2 separate regions of the Salmo salar genome follow, and region 2 is linked to region 1. The links are chromatin contacts, called in public Hi-C maps. All regions are on one chromosome and are shown on one strand. Each heading gives the region's core, a stretch centred on a gene start, on an enhancer-like site or on the middle of the called end of the contact. The rest is flanking DNA. Distances are from core to core; before and after follow the strand shown. Region 1 overlaps LOC123744727 (a long non-coding RNA gene). Region 2 overlaps LOC106612559 (sortilin-related receptor).

What was found. Hi-C and Micro-C count contacts between places; a contact is called where the count stands out from the background.
Region 2: a Hi-C map of muscle shows a contact between it and region 1, with 10 times the contacts expected there. The contact joins two enhancer-like sites. A contact is called at or near these places in 2 of 3 Hi-C or Micro-C datasets (gill and muscle).

What each region holds. Positions count from the first base shown.
Region 1 is chrssa09:124,172,361-124,180,133 of Ssal_v3.1, forward strand. All of the region lies in intron 1 of LOC123744727 (a long non-coding RNA gene), which reads left to right. Among protein-coding and RNA genes, the nearest start is that of LOC123744727, 25 kb to the left of the region's middle. Within about 2 kb of position 4,206, at least 7 of the 13 cell types and tissues checked have an H3K27ac peak or open chromatin away from gene starts, as enhancers often do. A contact at or near this core is called in muscle, where this site is marked.
Region 2 is chrssa09:124,273,086-124,280,858 of Ssal_v3.1, forward strand. LOC106612559 (sortilin-related receptor) reads right to left here. Exons shown (of 48, transcript XM_045724476.1): 48 at 7,706-7,773. Among protein-coding and RNA genes, the nearest start is that of LOC106612559, 83 kb to the right of the region's middle. Within about 2 kb of position 5,081, at least 2 of the 13 cell types and tissues checked have an H3K27ac peak or open chromatin away from gene starts, as enhancers often do. A contact at or near this core is called in muscle, where this site is marked.

The DNA.
Region 1 (7,773 bases), core at 2,956-5,455:
TGGCTGCTGGGGCTGTAAATGTGGCTGTACCCCCTAGGGGGCTGAGGAATGGAGGTCTGGCCAGAGCTCTGAGGCACTGGCCCCCAGGTCTACTGCTCGGAGCCTGAGTGAGTTCTCCCTCTCGCTCTCCCGTCGTCCCCTATCCCCTTAGCCGGTAGCTGAACTGCCAAAACCACCACCTTGTCTCTCTCTCATCCCCCTTTTCCAGCTCTTCGCAGGGTTAAGATACTTTTTAATTATCTCTTACCTGTCAGTTGTTACTAAGTGCTTTTTAAGTGCATGTTTCCCTTAAATTGAGTGTTAAAATGTAGTGTTAGAGCTGTTCACCTATAGGGAGCGTGGGACTAAAGAGTGCATGCTTCTGTTTAGTAAATCAGTGAGCATTTTGAGGCCATTGGTAAACCTATCCAAGCAACCACCAGTCACACACTCATGCACAATGTGTCAGTTTGGACCTTTTGTATTGTTACTGTAAGTCAGGACTTTTACCAAAGAATACACAACTATGAAGGATAGCTCAACCTTTGGATGCAAAGCACACATCCTCCTCTCATTTCCTGTCTGTGACTGGATTTTATTGCTGTAGACATTCATAATTTGAAGGACAGAGCTCAAGTACTTAACTGATAGATTTAAATTGACTCAAATTGTTCTGAATTGAATTATATGTTACACCAAAGAATAAACGTTTGCTTTACAGTGATATTGAAACATGTTGATGAAATTGAAAGTTGGTAAAAAGTGAGTGAATTTGATGGTTCAGTTTGTTTGTATAGTCTGGTGCCTGTTTGTTCCCCATAAGCTGCTGTTGTTTTTGTTTCCAAATGTTTACTGTTCTTTTAAAAACAGTTTGGAATGAAAATATACTGTGACATTGTAGCTGTCATCTGAAGCTAGTAAAATGCCTTTTCAATCTCCTATATTTCAGCTTCTGAAATGTAAAATAGATCATCTAAGCAACTTTGTAACTCACCCTATCGTCTTAGTGCCTCATGATATTCCTCAGCTTTAGTCAGCAGATTTAAAATGGATGAAATCTTTTTCAGGATTTTGCCATATTCCTCCCCTGCAGTTCAGTATTAGATTTGTTTTTGTCAGGGGGTGCGCAGTTGATCTCCTACCAACTGGTGTTGCAATGCAGCAGTCTGAAGCTAAATTGATTAAACAGTCTGGAACGCCAGACAACCGATAGTCTCACACTCAGGTTTGATTTGCTGGGATTACATTCTAGCTGGTGCCAGATGTGAGGATTTTCAAATGGTCATCTTTGCATCAAAATCCTTATAGCCTGATCCTTATAGCCTGATCCTTATAGCCTGATCCTTATAGCCTGATCCTTATAACCTGATCCTTATAACCTGATCCGTATAGCCTGATCCTTATAGCCTGATCCTTATAACCTGATCCTTATAACCTGATCCTTATAACCTGATCCTTATAGCCTGATCCTTATAACCTGATCCTTATAGCCTGATCCTTATAACCTGATCCTTATAACCTGATCCTTATAGCCTGATCCTTATAACCTGATCCTTATAACCTGATCCTTATAGCCTGATCCTTATAACCTGATCCTTATAGCCTGATCCCTATAGCCTGATCCTTATAGCCTGATCCTTATAGCCTGATCCTTATAGCCTGATCCTTATAGCCTGATCCTTATAACTTGATCCTTATAGCCTGATCCTTATAGCCTGATCCTTATAGCCTGATCCTTATAGCCTGATCCTTATAACCTGATCCTTATAACCTGATCCTTATAACCTGATCCTTATAGCCTGATCCTTATAGCCTGATCCTTATAGCCTGATCCTTATAGCCTGATCCTTATAACCTGATCCTTATAACCTGATCCTTATAACCTGATCCTTATAGCCTGATCCTTATAGCCCGATCCTTATAGCCCGATCCTTATAGCCCGATCCATATAACCCGATCCTTATAGCCTGATCCTTATAGCCTGATCCTTATAACCTGATCCTTATAGCCTGATCCTTATAACTTGATCCTTATAGCCTGATCCTTATAACCTGATCCTTATTGCACATAATGGCATGGCAGATGAAACAGAAACTATTTCTGCAATCAATCATTTGGAATAAAAACATTTGATTGTTTTATGTGGATTTAATGTGATTTATTATCACAATTGCTAAGGCTTCCGAAAGAGCGCAGTCTGAACTCTTTGGTTCTGAGGTGACCCCTGTTATATATACTACTAAAACACTGGCAAATACATTTTCCTTTTCTTTTGTTGAGAAATTGTGTGATAGTTTAGCCACAAAAAAAGTGTTTGATGGAAAACTAAGGGAGAACAGAGAGAGATAGACAGAGAGGGGGAGAGAAACGTTTGTACTTTACAAATTGGAAGTACAATTAAATATACATATTTTTAATATAGCATAAAGCAAATATCTTTACATTGACATATTCTTTTAACTCACTGAATTTTGTAGGATTACTGTAGAAAAAACCCTTTAGAATTCTATAGTGTGTAGTCAGTAAACTTTTTACTTTCTTCATTATAGCCTCTGATATTGTAAGAATACTTTTAACTGAGAGATAATATTACATGTTATTTACAAAAGTGGACAGATTCATTTAGTTTCCAAATGTTCTTACCGAAAGTGTTAGTGCTCGGCGTTGTGGAATCTGCAGTGCAGATGTGTGCTGTGAATAGAGTGTAGTATGTCTTACTGTCCAGGAGAGGGGGAAAGGAAATCTTTATTCAGTGAATGAAAATCTCCCCGATGAACTGCACTTCTGATCGTCCCAGCTCTTAGTCCCAGTACAGCAGACCAGTACTCATTTTCACAAAACTTCTCAGTTTAAGAGTGCTGGTCTAGGATCAGCTCCTCCCTGTCCATGTCCTTTTATTTATTAAGTGCTTTATGAAAACAGGCCCAGATCTCAGAGAGGCCTGGTTGATTTATTGGTAGAGGGGCTCTATCATGAAACAATTGTATCTTTGGCCAAGCAGTTTTTTTTATGCTTTCTTAAATAACATTTCTTAAATAACATTTCTTAAATAACCTTTCTTAAATAACCTTTTTTTTAAATGACCTTTCTTCAATAATTGTGAGCAATATACATGAATGGTGAACAGCATATTTCTGCCTAGTATTAAGCCAAAGTCATGTTTAGTGATATAGAATTTCTACTTAATACATATTTCTATAATAATGATACAAGGATTTTGTAAAGAGTTTCGTTTTTAAATTTGAGATTATTCCATAGGAACTACTTACTGTACTATGTCTCTTCATTAGAAATGAAAACCAACTTTATGAACGAGATCCTTATGGAATGTTTCAGATGGTGTTTTTTTTATACCAGATAATTGGTTTGAATTGTACAATGACATACTAACAAATAACATTACATTTGTAGTGATTGGAATAAAATTGTACTGAAGACTGTTCGATGGAAAATATATATATATATTTTAAATACTACAGTAAATGTAAAATAAACAGAATTAAATAAATATAAATACCAATATCAATAGTTTCTAGTTTTACCATAGGCTCCGGGTTTTCAGAATTGTTAAGCCAAGCTAGTTTTTATGTAGAATCTCGCTTTGTGAGTTTTACATAAACAAATAAAAGAAATTCACTCTGCAGAATGTACAATTGTTTTTGACATGATTGGAGTGTTGGACGTCCTTTTCCATGTGTCTCCAGAGGCACAGAGAAATATGTGTTTGATTACCAGATCTAACTCTGCTCCTTAGAGTTTTTCCCCAACTTTTCAACACATAAATTATTAACGTTAAATAAACCACACATCTAGCAAACGTACAAAAATCTGTACTAGATCCCAGGCTGTAGATAATAAACACTCTGTCAGCCTGTTGCTTTTCTTCACAGATAATGCAAAGTTTGTGATGATTCAAAAGCCTGGTTGAAGTGATAGTGTAGTGTTGCATTGGTTCAGCGGTAGAGTAGAGTAGAGCAGGACAGGACTGTATGGCACAAAGAGGGACAGGACGTTGATTTGTTCCACGTTCTGTAAGCCCCCTCGTTCCCCCCTGGCGCCCCATCTCTCTCTCTCTCTCTCTCTCGCTCTCTCTCTCTCTGTCTCTCTCGCTCTCTCTCTCTCTCGCTCTCTCTCACTCTCTCTCTCTCCCGAGCAGTGTAAACACACAGCTCCAGAGGAATGTTGGACTCTCTGACCTCACAGCAAACACTCTGGTGCAGTTCACTCGGTTCAGCCTGGCCGTGCTGTGCTCCGAGTGCAGCCAGCCCCTCTCCCCTCGCCTCGCCCCTCTCCTCTCCCCTCGCCACGCCTCTCCTATTTGACTCAGTGAGAGACAGAGAGAGAGAGAGGGAATGAGGGAGGTAGAGAGAAACAGAGCGGCCAGATTCCTTCCTGCTCTTGCTCTCTCTCCGTGGCGGGCGGGCGGACCCCATTGTGTGCAGTGCCTGGCACACATGAACAGACCCCCCCCCCCCCCCCACACACACTTCTGCACACTGCAACCTCCCTTTTCCAATGCCCCCCTTCTCCCTCTCCCCTTTAACTGTCACTCCCCACAACTCCCCATTACGTCCACACAGAGCCCCACCACAGTGGCTTGCACTTCCTGGAAATATGCTATATGGTAGAGAGACGCAGGTAGTGTCCCTGCCTGGGCGGTTGGTTGTGCACTGATAGGCAGCTGAAAAGCATTGAAACGCAAAGGGTTACTGCCTTACTGGTGTTTGTATTTGCCTGTGATTTGGACCTCTCCCCATAGTGTTAGATTGTGTAGCTTATCTTTCTGTGTCACAGGAGAAGCAGAACCTTTAAACTGCTTCTTGACCATGCAGTCACCACCAGCGAACTGACAGACAGGAGTGGATCAGATGAAGTTAGGTCAAAGCAGACCTCATCTGTCAGTGTGTGTAAAGGTAGTGTAAAATGAATGTTTGACCTTCTCTCTTTCTCTCCCTCTGTCTGAGCCAGCCAGACTGGGCTCAGCCATTTTTAGCAGACACAGCAAGCCATCCCTACACACATACTGTACATGCACACAGACCAATGTGCCCGCATGCACCCTCGCACACGTGTGTAGACACAGATTTATGCTTGTACACATACACCACACACACACAACTGCCGAGGCTGCAGGGCTAATAGTTAATGTGTCTGGGATGGGTGGGGAAGCTGTCAGGGCAGTGAGCACAGTGAGCCACACATTCATCCCACTGGGCTACCTCTCATACAATAGACAGGTATGACAAATGTGGGTTTTTTTTCACTTTGCTAAAAGTGTTTTCACTGTGGTTTCCTTAGGTACTGTCACAATTTACCCAGAGATTTCATTTTATGAACCTAGATTACCCTGGGATTCATTTTATGAACCTAGTTTACCCTGGAACTTCATTTTATGAACATTATTTACCCTGGGATTTCATTTTATGAACCTAGTTAACCCTGGGATTTCATTTTCTGAACATTATTTACACTGGGATTTAATTTTATGAACCTAGTTTACCCTGGGGTTTCATTTTATGAACATTATTTACCCTGGGGTTTCATTTTATGAACATTATTTACCCTGGGATTTCATTTTATGAACCTAGATTACCCCGGGATTTCATTTTTTGAACCTAGTTTACCCTGGGATTTCATTTTATGAACTTAGTTTACCCTGGAATTCCATTTTATGAACATTATTTACCCTGGGATTTCATTTTATGAACCTAGATTACCCCGGGATTTCATTTTTTGAACCTAGTTTACCCTGGGATTTCATTTTATGAACTTAGTTTACCCTGGAATTCCATTTTATGAACATTATTTACCCTGGGATTTCATTTTATGAACCTAGTTTACCCTGAGGTTTCATTTTATGAACATTATTTACTCTGGGATTTCATTTTATGAACCTACAGAGACATATGTTACAATTCTACAACGCATTTTATGATCCCTAATATCATTTTCCACTAGTATGTCTACGTTATGCCATCACCATTTAAATCATGTTTGCAGTGTAGGCCTACACCCTAAGAATGACTGGATTATCTTGGCTGTTACATCCTCTCTGTCTATGGTTGCTTCCCAAACGGCACCCTGTTTGCTTTTTAGTTCATAATATAGGACATAGGGTGCCACTTGGGACGCATCCTCTGTCTATGGAGATGGCTGGGGAAGAGGGTGGGCGCCAAGCAGCTAGCTACAAGACTCGTCTCATTTCTTTAAGCTGAGTAAACGCAGTTCGGAGTTTGGGAGCCGGAGATACCAGGGAAGAACTTCACCTGAACAAAGAGGCTGGTTGTGTTGGCGCTCCACCAGGGGCTTGATCTCTGTGAGCTGTCATTTAACAGAGAAAAGGACCGTGTTCAGTAGAGGGATGGAGGGAGGGATGGAGGGATGGAGGGATGGATGGATGGATGTAGAGAGGGATGGAGGGAGGGATGGAGGGAGAGATGTAGAGAGGGGTGTAGAGAGGGATGGAGGAATGGATGTAGAGAGGGATGGAGGGATGGATGTAAAGAGGGATGGAGGGAGGGATGTAGAGAGGGATGTAAAGAGGGATGGAGGGAGGGATATATAGAGGGATGGAGGGTGGGATGTAGAGAGGGATGGATGTAGAGAGGAATGTAAAGAAGGATGGAGGGTGGGATGTAGAGAGGGATGGATGTAGAGAGGAATGTAAAGAGGGATGGAGGGAGGGATGTAGAGAGGGATGGATGTAGAGAGGAATGTAATGAGGGATGGAGGGAGGGATGTAGAGAGGGACGTAAAGAGGGAAAGATCCCAGATTTTCCCATCATATGATTTTTCTCACATGATATTTTTTAATAAGCAAAACCTCAGCACAGCACAGCAACCCTATCTAAACAGTCATTTCAAGATGTCCGCCAGTTTTATTTGCTCATGACCATCTGCTGTGTCATTGTGAAATTGTATGTAATTATGTTTTTAGATTATGATTGTTGTTGTCATCGTGAACCTGACTGATCAGAAGCCTAACCCAGTTTTTTTTGTATAGCATTGAACCTGGTATGGTTCTTTCTGGAGAATAATTTGTTAAAGGGGACAGAGGGGTTACTCTGTCCTCTGCTGGTGGATGTTGGCCAGTGCAACAGGTTCATGACCAGAAAGTGGAATTAAGAGTAGTGAAAGTGTTCCTTTTCGGTATAATTTGGTTCAAGTCAATATAGATTTAAGGCGATCATATGACAGCGAGTCCTTTTGATTTTCATTACAGAGGGAAAATTATTATTTCCCTTAAGTTGAACTTTTGTTGCATGTTGAGTAAAAGTCAGCTACTTCACAGAAGTATAGTAAATCCATAAAAATATACCTTCATAAATATTCATGACATGGCTGTTATGGCATTATTATAATTATCTGTGGCTACCTTCCTCCTCAAACCTTTAACACCTGGATTCCTTGTATTGCGGCTATGCGAATGAGAAGCACACCATTTAAAGTAAATTATGCATATTAACACTGAGTAAATATGTATGTCAATGTATATGAATGTACCTATGTACTGAATATGTCTATGGGTGTGAATATGTATGTGCACGTTTGAAGCCAATGCAAGCAGCCAGTGACCGTAGACTAGGAGGAGGACTGATGGCCAGGCAAAGAGAACCAGATGGCTGGAAATATAGGCTGCTAAATTATTCATCAGGTTTGGAGCCTTGGGATGGATGGGAAGCTAGCTAGAGTGGACGGTTTTATTAGCTAGGAGTCGGTGGAGGACACAGAGAGGGGGGCAATGAGGTGGGGGGAAGACAAAGAGGGGGAGAGGGAGTGAGAGAGTGGAGAGGG
Region 2 (7,773 bases), core at 3,831-6,330, 100 kb after region 1:
TGGTGTGTGAGCACATCCGTGTGTGTGTGTTTGTGTTTGTGCGTGCTTGTGTGTATGTTGAGCTGAGGGTTGATCCCTGAGCTTGATGCTGAAACAGCAGAAGAGCTAGGAGGGGGTAAGCCTTCTCAACCTTGTCCACTCTGAGGAGATGGGCAGCTAGCCCCAGTCCTGATGGAAACTCACTGAAACTTAGCTAAACATAGCAACCTGACCAGGCCCGCTATTATTAGGAAGTATGCACTGAAAGGGGTCAGCAGTCGCCATGGAGAGAATATGATAGTGGCCGCTGTCCAGCGTGGTAGCACACCTCGAATGAGTCTGAAATGGTATCCTATACCCTATAAAGTGCACTGGTTTAGACCAGGACCCATAGGGCTCTGGTCAGAAGTCATGCATTATAGGTATATAGGGGATATGGTGCCATTTGGGAGTTGGAGGAAGACAGAATTGGATTTGTCATTATTGCAGCGATATAAATAAGATGTTCTGTCTCATGATTTATCTCACAATATGACTGCACTGCAGACTATGGTTTCATCTACCCGTCTCTTTCTTTGACTTGGAAGATTTGACTTAATTTCTCTGTTCTAATTCACATCCTCTCCTTTGTATCAATGATAAATGCTTTTAAAGAAATTACAGAAAATGAATTGTACATTAGATTTTTTTCACTCAAGTCAAAGATAATACTGGTAAATGATGCATCTTATGACACTCACACCAAGTAAGGACCTGTGTACTCTAGTCTACTGTTATTTATACTGTGGCCAGAGGCAGCTTCACAATTTGTGGACGGCTACGGTATGTTTGATGACATAAAACCGTCAACGATAACAAGAATGAAAGAAAGATGGACTGAAAGGAAAAGGAAAGAAAAACCCATTTCTGCTGGGTGTCAGTTAGCTGGCAGCACAGCACAGCTAGGGAGTCTTGTTGCTAGGAGAGAAACAGCACCAATCTCTCCAATTGGCTAGAAAGGCCTGCATGATCCTCCAATAAAACCCCACACAGCACCAGGACAGTGCTAGCCATCCAGACAATTAATATGGTAGCCGAGTTCGGGGATGAAGTGGATTGAAAGGTATATTTATTGGAAAGGTCAAGATTGGACTGATTGTGTGTGTGTGTGTGTGTGTGTGTGTGTGTGTGTGTGTGTGTGTGTGTGTGTGAGATGGTAGTAAATGGGAGTTATTAGAAATGTTGAGAATGCAAAGTGCTATTTTCCTGATTTGTATTCCCTGAAAACCATAGTCATCACACATGCTCCACACTAAAGAATGGTTCCACAGTAAGGAGTGGTTCCAAACTAAGGAGTGGTTCCACACTAAGGAGTGGTTCCACAGTAAGGAGTGGTTAACTCCCAAGATTTGGTATAATAGAACCAGTATTACATGACAATAAAAGTCCCAACTACTCTTTGAATGAAACCCTGGCCATAAAGGAAGGTGAAAAAACAAACATACAAAGTTTACAGTCAAGCATCTAGTGACTGTCTAGAGCGGGGTAAATTATGTTCAAAGTTTCCGAAACTTCATGAAGGGGAGAAACAGGCACACACTAAAGACACCTCAAGGGCATGAATGTTGGAATGGACCAATACCCAGAGTAGTCTACCTAAACCACCAGCCCTATCTACTTTCTCTGACCAGGTCAATCTTCACGTCTCCCAAAGCAGAAGGAAGTGATTGAAAGTTTGAACTTGGCTTTCGGCAGCCTATCCTGCTAGACAGTCCCAGCAGTCATTTGCTTTTAATACTAAATGTTAATGTTCACCCAACACTTTACCCAGTGGGCAGAACTGGTTGCAATGACGTTAGGCGGATGTTTTTTTTTGTGACATCATGGTACTGACGTTTTTTTTTACACATCTTATATGGTGAGGCTATCTATTGAAAACAAGTTTACAACCAGAAATGACATCTTCCAATTGTAGTCATTTAGAAGACGCTTGTATCCAGAGCGACTTACAAAGAAACATCATTATGACGTCCTGTGCCAAATTCTTCCCACTTGGAAGGGTACACAGATACTCAAGACATTCATCGATTTCTTAGCAAAGAACTTAATACAAGTTGAGCATCATTCACCTTCAGAGAAACGTTACCTTCTTACTTAGCCAGGTTAGTGAATAACCATGTTTCCGTCCAACCCTTTTTATGTAAGTAAAAAGTAGGCTACCTGTCGGATAAAAAAAAAAAGCAATTGTAGGTAAGCTTCCCTAAATGTTGACAAAACCAAAATACATTTGAAAGGGTGGACCCTTTTTTTGTCTGTGAAATAGATAATGCGACAAATGGCAGTGAATTTTTGTTTTTCGCATCTTTTGATAGAAGAGCCATCATGTCGCAGTAAATTTGCAGTCACACGATGCTACGTTGTGTGGTCCGACGACAAAGTGCTTTTGATGTGCACTACGTAATCATGCACAGCTTTTTATTCGTAACAAGCCACTTTGATGGAAACACACCGCTGCCTGTAAAATGGGCATCTCTTTTTGTGTGAATATTAAAGTATTCACTTGAAAATCTTTTGACAAGTGGATGGAAACCTAAAATAGCTATTGAAACAGAAATGTTCATATAAAAAAACAATACCAAGGCACCCTTATGATGCAAGTTAAAATGTCATTATCTTGACATGTCCACAAGGATAACTCTCTTTCAACCTGGACATCCAAAGATTTCTCAGGGAGAAAGAGCCTTATGAGTTCCCCCTACCAGTGCTCACAATAGACCACAATGGCTGTGTCTTGCTGTCCACAACGGCCTGCCTTCTCTATCGCAAGCCTGTCCTTGACCAGCCATCAGTTACCAGCCTATTGACCTTTCAGCTACCAACCAATCAGTGGGTCAGGTACCTCTTGACCCCTGGGAAGTGGTAAAGGTGGACTCTCTTCCTCTGGTCAAGTGGCTGTAGAAACCACACACCACACACACGTGCACCCACACTGTTCACTGCCCGTCGCTGACCTTCAACCTCCTACTGAGTTGTACTGAGGAGCCTCCATGGTCCTCTGATTGGATTGGCCATGATAGACACTTCACACAGTGGGCTCTAACGGTCTGATAATGGTAGGAACACTCGAGGAGAGTGCCCTTCCTTCCTTTATGAAGGAAGGGCATGGTGTCATATAGATTGCAGTGTCATATAGATGATGACTCAGTGTGTGTTCATGGGGACGTATAGCCACGCAGCGTATAAACATGTTATCATCGACATACATGAGAGGCTCACTCGTCCCGCCAATTGGATTGTCGGCGTAATGCTATCATAACGCGCTTAGCATAGCTTCCTCCATTTACTTGACGTTTCCCTCCCTTTTTCCTCGACTGATCTTTCACAGCTAAACTAACACAGTCAAACTGTGAAACTGCCAGCAGCAACTCTGTTGTCATGTTTCCATCTTATGAATTTAACTCAGATTGCTTCTTGTTAGCCTAGATTTGTAGTTTTAAATTCAGTAACTGCAGTGGCATATTGTTTTAATATGTGTATGATATTTACATCTTAAAATAAAGACTGCGGATTGTTACTTTTATTATGGTAATTTTGTCTCATGTGCAATTATGCCATGAATGTTATTGTCTCGCAGTTTTGTGTTATCTTCAATGTATAAAATATATCCACACTACTTTGTTTTTGACCCTATTTTTCTCCCCAATTTCGGGATTACGATCTCGTCTCATCGCTGCAACTCCTCAACGGGCTCGGGAGAGGCGAAGGTCGAGTCAAGCGTCCTCCGAAACATGACCCGCCAAACCACGCTTCTTAACACCCGCTCGCTTAACCCGGAAACCAGCTGCAACAATGTGTCGGAGGAAACACTGTTCAACTGACGACCGAAGTCAGCCTGCATGCGCCCGGCCCACCACAAGGAGCCACTAGAGTGCGATGAGCCAAGTAAAGCCCCCCCGGCCAAACTCTCCCCAAACCTGGACGACGCTGGGCCAATTGTGCACCGCCCTATGGGACTCCTGGTCACGGCCGGTAATGACACAGCCTGGGATCAAACCCCTGCAATGCAGTGCCTTAGACCGCTGCACCACTCGGGAGGGCCCTATTTTGTATAATTCTAATAAAGTGAAAAAGTTGGAAACGTCTAAGTTCTGTTAATTAAAAGGCTAATATAGCCTGTATCATACAATAAAAAAACGAATTATGACTAAGCAAGAGATCTCCCTTCTCTCTCGAGGTAGCCTAGTGGTTAGAGTGTTGGACTAGTAACCGAAAGGTTGCAAGATCGAATCCCCAAGCTGACAAGGTAGAAATCTGTTGTTCTGCCCCTGAACAAGGCAGTTAACCCACTGTTCCTAGGCTGTCATTGAAAATAAGAATTTGTTCTTAACTGACTTGCCTAGTTAAATAAAAGGTAAAAAATAAAATATCTATACAGTTACTAACTACACACATATCTGAAGTCCCAGCATACAGGACACAATACTTTTCTCTTTGCTTTTGAGGTCATTCACCTCTCTATACATGAGGGTTCGACAAGGGAGTTGACTAATGATGTTTATCAGTTTGATTGGGTCTTGGAACACTGTAATGTGGTAGTAATAAATGTCTTGTTGAGGAGGCAACACAGATGGTGTGATATCAAGCATGCCCTCTGCTGGAGGAGATTCCAGGCTGAGAATCTCTGGCCAGTGAGAATCCTTAGCAATCTGAGGCCCACTAGAGGGGTACTGTAGGCTACAGGACTATGTAACAGGGTTGTTTGAGTACTTACCAGAAGCAATGTAGGAGTCTCAGAACCATGGTGCCGGAAAATTACTATATATGGGGCTGACAATTGTTAAAATCGGAAGACGTTCATCCGAAACTGTGACATGCACACATTTGTGAACTGGGTAAGCTATTGGTTTAACAATGCCTTGAGATGTGTGTGTGTGTTCTGCACGGTCCAGTCTGTGCTGTGTACGGTGAACGCTGCCTGGCCATGACAGTACAGGCTGTTTATCCAGACTACCCCTCTCAACCCCTCCTCCCCAGCATCTGCTCATCGTCCTCCCAAGGCCCGGGCCGTTTCCTGGCTGCAGTACACACTGGAGCCCACTGTTGCGTCTGCTGGGGCTGATAAGAGGCACCGACCTCAACGCTGCTCCCTCCGATGCACTGACAGGTCACCAACAGAACAACTGGCTGTTGTATAGGGGGGAGTGGGAGGGAGAGACCAATCTGTGACTGACATGAAATTACACCAGTTGAAGGGAGGGTCAGGGCCTGGACACTTAAGTTTGGGGTCATTTCTTAAGCCCTGTTTAGCGAATCATTGTTGTCTACAAAGGTCGATAGTGATACCATGATGTGGAATATTCCATAACAAAATCTAGAACTGATGGTCTCAAATCTTGAACAATGTAGTTTCTCTCAGTGCATTGGCATCCGTTACTCACATAAACAGTGATTGTGATTTGGAAAGAGATGAATAACTTATCGACTTGAAAAGAGAAATAGGGAGGAATTAACTTCTTCAACAAGCAGGTCTTTCTCTGACAGCTCTGAAACCGAACACGTGAGACCTCTAGTGGTAGCCTTGAGAACGACGAAGCTATTCGACAAAAGAAGAAAAGCTTGTCTGGATCCCAAATGGAGCCCTACACTCTTAAAAGGAAAACAAAAAAGCCAAGGACAAGAGCATGCCTGGTATGGCGGCACAGTTACTGTGAACAGTTGAGTGGGCCGGTGAAGGAGCTTTTCTGACTGCAGGTATGCGTTTTCTGAACAACCGTGGGGGCTAAATGCATCACAGCGTCAGAGAAATCCTGACACTGTGGTGTCAGTGCTCTCTGTCTGAGCTGCCCTCAGAATCTGATGGACAGATGAGAATGGAGAGGTGAGGAGAGGGGGGAGGAAGAGAGGAGCACAGCAGCTCAATTTAGAACGTCGTAAGTGTGGAGTGCTTTTTAGAGCAGAGAAAGAAAGACTGGAGAGCAGTCTGTTACAGTACATCGTCATTGAGCTTTTAAAAGAATCTGTAGCCTACACAACAAATATACTTGGATTCATTCGAGCACAGCATGTCTGGGTCCACTGTCTGTGGTTGACCAGGACGAGTCAGATCTGAAAATAAATACAGCCAGACGAGTTTAGTCAGAGAAACAACAGAGAGGAGACAGTTGAGAAGGAGCAAACATTTCTAATAGCGGTTCCCGACAGGGTATTTTTGCTGAGGGAGACTGCCCAGTTGGTTACTCTTTGGGCAATATATGATAATGTCCCTTTCAGGATTTAATTCCCTGTACTATAACAGTGTTGTTTGAAGTCGTGTTTGAAGTTCAAGATTATTAAGTATGTTTGGGAGCGTTTCTTTCCGCAATGTCAGAGGGTTCTTTTCAGGTGGAACACAACAATGAGCTGGCGCAAAGGAATGAGAGAGATTAAAGATGAGGCCATACAGAACTGTTGCCCCTGGGGATGCTCTTGAGCCAAAAGGGCTAAGTGGACAAATATACCTACAAATGTCCTGATTGGGCAGACAAGAGTGCACCTTGTTATGATAAAAAATATGTGTGTGATAATGTGCTGTATATGAACCATACAGCCAACATTCAAGTTAAAATGTAACTAACAATTAGGGAAAGGGGATACCTAGTCAGTTGCACAACTGAATGCATTTAACTCAACCCCTCTGAATCAGAGAGCAATTCAACTTCCATATTCAACTTCCAACTTCCATAGTTCGTCTTTAAGTCTTAAGTATTTTATTTGATAAAGTTTGAACTGCTGCTGATATACTGAAAGCATGACATACAGTATAGAAGTGTAAAGAGCCTCTTCCTAATGACCTTGTTAAAATATACTTAGTAAAATCATGAACAGCACTATTTAAGTACACAATTATTTCCCTCCCCCAAATTAATATGTACACTTGATTAAGGTAGCACTTCAAAACTTTGATTAAAAACACAAAAGACATTACTCTCTTTTGCTGTTATCGTGTTGTTCTGTTTTGTCATTTCATGGATGTCTATTCCATTGATTACTGTACTTTGTACCTTCAAAGCACCTAGCCTGACGGTCTACTCTTCTGAGAAGCACACCTGCCTCTTTACTTAATCATAGAGCTCTCTGGGGAATTGTGCAGCCTGCATTAAAGCTGTAATGACCTCACTGTTTGTTTCTAGCCCTCTGTCTCTTTCTCAGAAGTTCCCCTGAGAGCATGGACAATGCCCTTCACTCAACAGTCATAAAAGCCTATGAGCGTCAGTGGAGCTGTAGCCGTTCTGCGTGACTGGAGGAACGAGGGAGAATGAAAAGACCAGGAGATGAGACGCGAGTCAAAAACCACAAGTGAGAGTGGCCTGATTAAGGACTGACCACAGTTCATCTCCAGGACGTCCGTACTCTACAACCTCTACACGGCACTGTCTACATGCACTCCTTCCTGTCTCACGCTGCCAAATACTGAAGGACTTACTCATAGCATTGTGGTTAACCAAGGCTGAGTTTGCCGTTGCTTTGTTAAGGGTCTTTGAGGAGACTCGATAGGGGATTTGTTAATTTCTATCAAAAGCATTTGGAAGTTGGAAGGACATTGACTAAAGACAGTAAATTAAACCAAAAAAAAGATAATTAAATAATTTTAGAAAGCAGAGATCTTCAGTGTTGTTTTTGTCCATCCATCCATCCATCCATCCATCCATCCATCCATCCATCCATCCATCCATCCTCTCTGTGAAAGAAGAGGAAAATGAGGCTTGGGCACATTTCCAGTAAGTTTATTCCAGTATAAGTGGTTTTTAAAACACTGCACACTGTACCTCAAACATC